2 separate regions of the Danio rerio genome follow, and region 2 is linked to region 1. The links are chromatin contacts, called in public Micro-C maps. All regions are on one chromosome and are shown on one strand. Each heading gives the region's core, a stretch centred on a gene start, on an enhancer-like site or on the middle of the called end of the contact. The rest is flanking DNA. Distances are from core to core; before and after follow the strand shown.

Region 1 (4,306 bases), core at 1,042-3,541:
AATATTATAATCATCACTAGAAATCAGTTTCCTATTGAAAATGCAATTACAATTCCCTTTTATTGTATTTTTTTACAGCAAAATAAATAACTCAGTTTACAATAAAAGAATGTTTCAAGCAATGCGCGTGTGTGCTGTGGATTAACTCGAATCGCAGCACCAATAAAGGGCATGCAACTTCTAATTCTATGCTAAGTGCATAGAAGCATCCGCCGCATAAAACATATGCTGGATAAGTTGGAAAGATTGTTTCATATTAATTAGTTTTTTTTTATTCAAATTCTAGTCATTTAATAATATACAATCACAAGATTTGTCTGTTTTCTATGTTCAGGAAAACATTTGATAGTATTTTAGCTGCTCGACAGCTCCACATTGTGGTCATGATGATGTTTACATTTATAGTCAAATTTAGGACTTTTATTAAATATCTGAAGCTGCATGAGTAAAATGAATGCTGTATGTCCATACATAACAAAAACCTTTAATATATTTGTGCTTAATCTTGTATGACAACACCAGTTTGCAATATCACTAACAATATCAAACTGCAATATCACCGTGTTCTGCTGAGAACTCCTCGTGTCTCCGCCAGGGGGCGCTTTTGCAGCAGTGTAGAAGAAGATTATACTGCAATAAATTAATAATCTATTATAATTATGCAAAAACTATGTTCTAATTCTTTTTCAAATCTTTTTCAAGTGCTGTTTAATGAATATCATTTAACATCATTTTTTACATTTCTTTTTCCATTTCTTTTGTTTTTGCTATGATGACTGAATTTAATATTTTACTAGTTATTTTGCTAGAAAGTGTTGAATTGAAAGGTTTAGCTTACTTATTGGGTCAATTGCAAGTCATTGGATCACAGTGATTTGTTCTGTAGACCAGGGCTGCTCAACCCTGTTCCTCTTAGATCTTAGATCTACCTTCCTACAGAGCTCAGCTCCAACCCTGATCAAACACACCTGAACCAATTAACTAGGACCTGAACAGCACTTGATAATTACAGGCAGGTGTGTTTGATATGGGTTGCAACTGAAATATGCAGGAAGGTAGATCCTGGTCACCCCTACTGTAGACAATCGAGAGAAAAATCTATAATAATATTAACCAGAGCGATTTTAGATTTTTTATTATTTTCCATATATATAGAGAGATAAAAATGCTTTGAAACATTACTTTGCTCTGTTATACATCACTTGGGAAAAAAAATTGCAACTAAACAAAACAGACCAGTCTACAGAGAATATTTCAATTATACATGTAAACAAATATTTGTAAATAAATGCATATTTATATAAACATATATGCATTATTATATTATATTATATTATATTATATTATATTATATTATATTATATTATATTATATTATATTATATTATATTATGTTTGTTTTCCAATTCAAATTATCTCAAATAATTATTAACACACCGATGATTTAGCAAATATTTTATAGGAAAAGATAAGCTAAATGTATATAGATAAACTTCTTTAAAAAAAAATTATTTTCAAGATAAATACTTTTACTCTCTAAAGCTATCTCAAATATATTGAGAAACAGATAATTAAAATATATCTGTAAAGAAATGTAAATTTATAGATAAACATACATGCATAATTATATTATATTCAAGACAAATATTTTTCAACACTAAACTATCTCAAATATATTAACAAATAGATAAATAAACAAATATTTAAAAAACAAATGGGCTAAATATTTGTAGGTTGCCATTTATAAAATATTTTTAATATATATTTTTAAATTATTATTATATATGTTTTCCATTTCAAATGATCTCAAATAATTATTTACAAACATATAAATAAATAAATATTTGGCGAAAAAAAATTTCAAGAATATATATATATATGTATATGTATATGTATGTATATATATATATATATATATATATATATATATATATATATATAAACAAATATTTGTAAATAGACATTTATACATAAACATTTATAAATAATTTGTTTACTACTTTCAATACAAATAATATTACGCTCTCAAATAACTATTTACAAACAGATAATTATTCATAAATCAAAACATATTTACAGGTGGACAAATATTTAATGATAAACAGAAATTATACAAAGTACATAAATACACAAATAACCTAAAAAAATAACATTAATGTCTATGTGCAAAATGTGAATAATTTAAAGACGTGACTGACTGTGATTCAACAACCAAATCTGACAATACAATAAATTCATTGAAATGCGAGATTTGCACAGTCAGCTTTCTGTTTACTAATAATGACCAGAGTCGTGCACTAGGGGGCAATGTTGATCTGAGTTTAAAATCAATATCAGGCCTGCATGACAAATACTGGTGATGATTTTAGGAAAATTCCTTTCAATACCAGTTCGATTCCCAACATTTTCATGAATATATTTTAGATTTATTGTCAAACTCAAGATAAACTGAATTAAATATGAGTTTTAAAGGGACAGTTCACCCTAAAAGAAAAACTCTGTCACCATTTAATCACCCTTCCAACCTGTTATTATTTTTAAATACAGATAAAGATATTGAATGCTGAATGTTGTGGGGAAATGACTGCCATTGACTTCTGTTTGGTCTACTATAGATGTCATCGGCTGCTTGTATCTATACATTCTTCAGAATATCTTGTTTTGTGTTCAACACAAGAAAGACATTCATGAAAGTTCATAAAATAATATTGAAAGTTTTGGGTAAACTGTCTCTTAAAGATCACTTCAGTTGAACTTCGATTAAAAGTCTGAGTAAACCAGAACAAACCCAGTGAAATCCTTCAGAAGTGGGTCAAAGTTGAAGTCAGCCTGCGGCTCTTTATTGAGTTTTACTAATGTTCACACAGGACGGATATTCCCACATTTTTAGCAACATTAAAGGGGTAGTTCATACAAAACTGAAATTTCTGTCATTTACTAATTTGTTCCAAAACTGTTTGAGTTTATTTATTCTGTTGAACACAAAAGAATACAGGTTTTCAGCTTCCATCTTCTCTTGTGTTTAACTGAATAAAGAAAGTCTTAAAGGTTTGGAACCAGTTGATGGAGAGTAAATAGTGAGTGTGTTTTAATTATTGGGTGAACTGAAATATCACTTTAACATGCTTTATCGCAAAATTAATGCAATGTTTTCAGACACTTAAGGTACACAAACATTTTCTATTCATTTTCCTTAAACTGGAATGATAATCAACAAATGTGACGTCCAAATAACATGATGAAAATACATACAATTTTATTTTAGACATGCCTTGTCTCGTTTGAGGTTAGCATCGTTAGATAATGCACAAAATAGTAAAAAGTGTCTAATCTGCTACTTGATAACTTTGTAACTGTAAATTCTGTTATCGTCAACTGTTACCATCAACTGTTACCATCAACTCTGTTATCTTCAACTGTTACCGTCAGCTCTGTTATCGTCAACTCTGTTACTGTCAACTCTGTTACCGTCAGCTCTGTTACCGTCAGCTCTGTTACCGTCAGCTCTGTTACCGTCAACTCTGTTACCGTCAACTCTGTTACCGTCAACTCTGTTACCGTCAGCTCTGTTACCGTCAGCTCTTTTACCGTCAACACTGTTACTGTTAACTGTTACCGTCAACTTTGTTACTGTCAGCTCTGTTACCGTCAACTCTGTTACTGTCAACTCTGTTACCGTCAGCTCTGTTACCGTCAACTCTGTTACTGTCAACTCTGTTACCGTCAACTCTGTTACCGTCAACTCTGTTACCGTCAACTCTGTTACCGTCAGCTCTGTTACCGTCAGCTCTTTTACCGTCAACACTGTTACTGTTAACTGTTACCGTCAACTTTGTTACTGTCAGCTCTGTTACCGTCAACTCTGTTACTGTCAACTCTGTTACCGTCAGCTCTGTTACCGTCAACTCTGTTACTGTCAACTCTGTTACCGTCAACTCTGTTACCGTCAGCTCTGTTACCGTCAGCTCTTTTACCGTCAACACTGTTACTGTTAACTGTTACCGTCAACTTTGTTACTGTCAGCTCTGTTACCGTCAACTCTGTTACTATTAGCTCTGTTACCGTCAACTCTGTTACCATCAACTCTGTTACCTTCAGCTCTGTTATTGTCAAGTGTTACCGACAATTCTGTTACCATCAACTGTTACTGTCTACTGTTACTGTCAACTCTTTTACTGTCAACTCTGTTCAACTCTGTTATTGTTAACCCTGTTACTGCCAACTCTGTTACAGTCAACTCTGTTCAACTCTGTTACAGTCAACTCTGTTCAAATCTTTTACAGTCAACTTTGTTACAGTCAACTCTG
Region 2 (4,306 bases), core at 1,138-3,637, 52 kb after region 1:
AAAAAGGTAATGTAAAGCCCTGTATACATGTATAAATAAATACACACACACACACACACACACACACACACACACACACGGCATATAAAATACATAAATATGCAAAACAAATATATTTACATGCATTCAGGTTCAGGCTGGTGGTGGTGGTGTAATGGTGTGGGGGATGTTTTCTTGACACACTTTGGGTCCATTAGTATCAATTGAGAATCGTGCCAACACCACAGCCTACCTGAGTATTGTTGCTGACCATGTCCATCCCTTTATGACCACAGTGTCTCCATCTTCTGATGGCTACTTCCAGCAGGATAACAAGCCATGTCATAAAGCTCAATCATCTCAGACTGGTTTCTTGAACATGACAATGAGCTCACTGTACTCAGATGGCCTCTACATTCATCATATATCAATCCAATAGAGCACCTTTGGGATGTGGTGGAATGGGAGATTCACATCATGGATGTGCAGCCGACAAATCTGCAGCAACTGTGTGATGCTATCATGTCAACATGGAGCAAAACCTCTGAGGAATATTTCCAGTGCCTTGTTGAATCTCTGCCACGAAGGATTAAGGCAGTTCTGAAGGCAAATGGGGTAGGTGTACCTAATAAAGTGGCCGGTGAGTGTACGTAGTAATAAGTAACTTGTATGTGCCTTATGTATGCGAATAAGTTTAATTATCAAAATATAAATCAGAATTATAACTCAAATATTTATTTTGTAATACAAATATGGAGGGAAAGAGTTAAATGCGGAATGCTCTCACTTCTCAGAGCTGGTGTGTGATACTGTAGAGTTCGTCATGCTCTCCATCTCTGGCATTGAGTTTCCCACACAGAAATATTAACAGTCAACATGTTCTGTGCGCGTCACATGCTTTAAGTTGCCGATGGCTACAGTCACCAGGGTGAAGCAGGAGCAGGTCTGACCTGCACAGTTCAGAGAAACAATCTGCCTGTCCAACCTGAAGAGCAGCTACTCTCTCTCTCTCTCTCTCTGTGTGTGTGTGTGTGTGTGTGTGTGTGTGTGTGTGTGTGTGTGTGTGTGTGTGTGTGTGTGTGTGTGTGTGTGTGTGTGTGTTTGTATGCTGTGAGTGTGTGTTTGTATAATGTGTGTTTGTATAATGTGTGTGTGTGTTTGTATACTGTGTGTGTGTGTGTGTGTGTGTGTGTGTGTGTGTGTGTGTGTGTGTGTGTGTGTGTGTGTGTGTGTGTTTGTATACTGTGTGTGTGTGTGTGTGTGTGTGTATGTAATTGTGTGTGTGTTTGTGTGCATGTGTGTGTATGTAATTATGTATGTTTTTGTGTGTCTGTGCATGTGTGTATGTGTGTGAGTGTGTAAGTGTGTATATGTATGTGAGTGCGTTTGTGTATGTAATTATGTATATTTTTGTGTGTCTGTGTGTATGTGTGTGTGTGGTCGCATGTGTAAAAATATGTATATGTGTGTGTGTGTGTCTGTTTGTGTATATAAGTTTGTATATGTGAGTGTGTGTGTGTGTGTGTGTGTGTGTGTGTGTGTGTGTGTGTGTGTGTGTGTGTGTGTGTGTGTGAGTGTGTGTGTGTTTGTGTGCATGCGTGTATATGTGATTGTGTGTTTGTGGGTTTGTGTTTGTGTGTATCTACAGTATGTAAATCTGAGTGTGTGTGCATGTGAGTGTGTGTCTGTGTGTACATGTAATTGTGTATGTATGAGTGTGTGTTTGTGTGTGTGTGCGTGCGTGCGTGCGTGTGTGTGTGTGTGTGTGTGTGTGTGTGTGTGTGTGTGTGTGTGCGAATAAATAATGTGAATCTCCCGTTCCACCATATCCCAAAGGTGCTCTATTGGATTGAGAGCTGGTGACTGTGGAGGCCATTTGAGTACAGTGAACTCATTGTCATGTTCAAGAATCCAGTCTGAGATAATTCATGCTTTATGATACGGCACGTTATCCTGCTGGCAGTAGAGTAGTTTTGAGGGCAAAAGGGGGTCCAACCCACTACTAGTAAGATGTACCTAATAAAGTGGCCGGTAAGTATGTATAAGTTTGTATAGGTGTATAAATATTAACAGGCAAAATAATTTGTAAATTTATAAACAGTGACAAAATTACAATAGTGCAGGTTAGAAATGCTTTTGTGTGTTCTACATATACATTTAACTCACACTCATCCATCATATCTGCTTCAGTCATGACATAACATTTCCCAGTCAGCACATAAACACACACACACACCATTTACCTTCCTGCAAGCATTTACACACTGAAGTGCTGGAAACTGAGTGCCGTTTCTTTGTCTCGCTCCATTTAAAAGCGGATAGAGTTGCAGATTCCCATCCGGAGCCTGATGACGCCACTTTCTCTGAGTCTGTGTGTTTCCAGGCAATCTGTTCAGATGAGGAGACACAACACACACACATGTGGTATGGATGAGTAATGTTACTGCAATGCACAGCGGAGGAGGATGATGATGATGATTCAACTATTCTGATGATGTCACACACTCACTGTCAATACTCAATGTTAACACACTGAAAAAATGCATCACAATGAAGTTTATCATTAACTGTTTGTAACCTTTCCAATTTATTTCGGCTCAGTGGTGGTTGGCACTGTCCCCTCACAGCAAGAAGGTCTCTGGTTTGCGTACCGGCTGGGTCAGTTGGCGTTTCTGTGTGGAGTTTGCATGTTCTCCACGTGTTGGCGTGGGTTTCCTCTGGATTCTCCAGTTTCCCCCACAGTCCAAACACATGCGCTATAGGTGAATAGGGCAAACAAAATTGGCCGTAGTGTATGAGTGTGTGTGAAAGTGTGTATGGGTGCCTCCCAGTACTCTGTTGCAGCTGGAAGAGCATCCGCTGTGTGAAAGATATGCTGAAATAGTTGGTAGTTCTTTCCACTGTGGCGACCCTTGATAAATAGGGGACTAAACCGATGGAAAAAGAAATATGTTTTGTGATACTTGTGCCTTGATCTTTAAACCTTTTAAAGCTGAATTTATCAATGATGGTTAAAAGGTTGTGAAATGATGTTACAGTACATTTTTGGTTTGCCAAAAGTGTAATTTTACATTTACTGAAATATTTGTACTTTTTTTGCATATTCATTAAGTTATCTTAGTTTTTTTAAGTATCTGAACATATTCTACAAAACAAACAAACAAATAAACAAACAAACAAACAATTGAAACGAAACTAAACTAAACTGAGCTGAACTGAACTGAACTGAACTGAACTGAACTGAACTGAACTAAACTGAACTGAACTAAACTAAACTAAAAAAAAAAAAAAAAAAAAAAAACAAATTAACAAAAACAAAAAAAACACAAAACAAAACAAAAAAACTAAAGAAAACGCAATGGAATTCAACACAATAAGAAACTAAACTAAACATAATGTAACAAAACAAAATGAAAGGCGACGCAACAAAACGAAATGCAAAACAAAACAAAAAACAAAACGCAATGGAATGCAACACAACAAGAAACTGAACGAAACTTAATGTAACGAAACAAAACCAAATGAAACAATACACAAAACAAAAGGCAATGCAATGCAACGCAAAACAAAACAAAACAAAACAAAACAAAACAAAACAAAACAAAACAAAACAAAACAAAACAAAACAAAACAAAACACAAAACAGGAGGCAAAACAAAAGAAACACACAAACAAAAAACACAACATAACAAAAACAACACAACACAAAACAAAAAAATTAAAAAATATTTGAATAAAAGCCAAAAATGTTCTTTGATATTTGGTAGTTTTCAAATAAATATTTATACTTTGTATTTAGTTTAACTTAATGTAAATGAACACATATTTAAATAATAAATACATTTTAAAATGCTTAATTATACTTATGTGGTCACTTTTTTTGTGACTTTTTAGTAAAATTTTAAAATGTAACTTGTTAAAATGCTAATTAAAAATTAAAATATGCTAAACAAATACAGTTTTGAAAACAAAAACAACTGCAAAACTGTAAATACAAATCACAGCAGTATCTCAGTGACACTAAAATATAACTGACATATATAGAGCTGAGATATCTGGGCCCCGAAACATGAACGTGAGCTCAACACACATCAGCATCTGAAGGTTATCCTGAATTTGCTCTGGCTGGAGATTATCTGTCTGAGTGCTCTGATGCAGCAGGAGAATAAAGACGGATTCTGCTGCTAGAGAAACGGTTGCCATGGCAACAACACGGCTGGTGCCGCTGACCTCTGATCAGTCGCTTTAGTGCAGAAAAACAACCACACACACGCATTTAAACTGCACAAATACACACAGCTGAAGTAAAAATTATTAGCCCTTCTGA

What was found. A called contact is a pair of places that touch in the nucleus more often than the background predicts.
Region 2: a contact with region 1 is called in a Micro-C map of caudal fin, with 2.5 times the contacts expected there. The contact joins two enhancer-like sites. A contact is called at or near these places in 2 of 18 Hi-C or Micro-C datasets (caudal fin and an unstated tissue).

What each region holds. Positions count from the first base shown.
Region 1 is chr13:53,034,025-53,038,330 of GRCz12tu, forward strand. All of the region lies in intron 5 of egln1a (egl-9 family hypoxia-inducible factor 1a), which reads left to right. All of the region lies in intron 11 of LOC100331556 (signal induced proliferation associated 1 like 2), which reads left to right. Among named protein-coding and RNA genes, the nearest start is that of egln1a, 38 kb to the left of the region's middle. Within about 2 kb of position 2,292, at least 6 of the 62 cell types and tissues checked have an H3K27ac peak or open chromatin away from gene starts, as enhancers often do. A contact at or near this core is called in caudal fin, where this site is marked.
Region 2 is chr13:53,086,339-53,090,644 of GRCz12tu, forward strand. The region is part of intron 11 of LOC100331556 (signal induced proliferation associated 1 like 2); the gene reads left to right. Among named protein-coding and RNA genes, the nearest start is that of egln1a, 90 kb to the left of the region's middle. Within about 2 kb of position 2,388, at least 19 of the 62 cell types and tissues checked have an H3K27ac peak or open chromatin away from gene starts, as enhancers often do. A contact at or near this core is called in caudal fin, where this site is marked.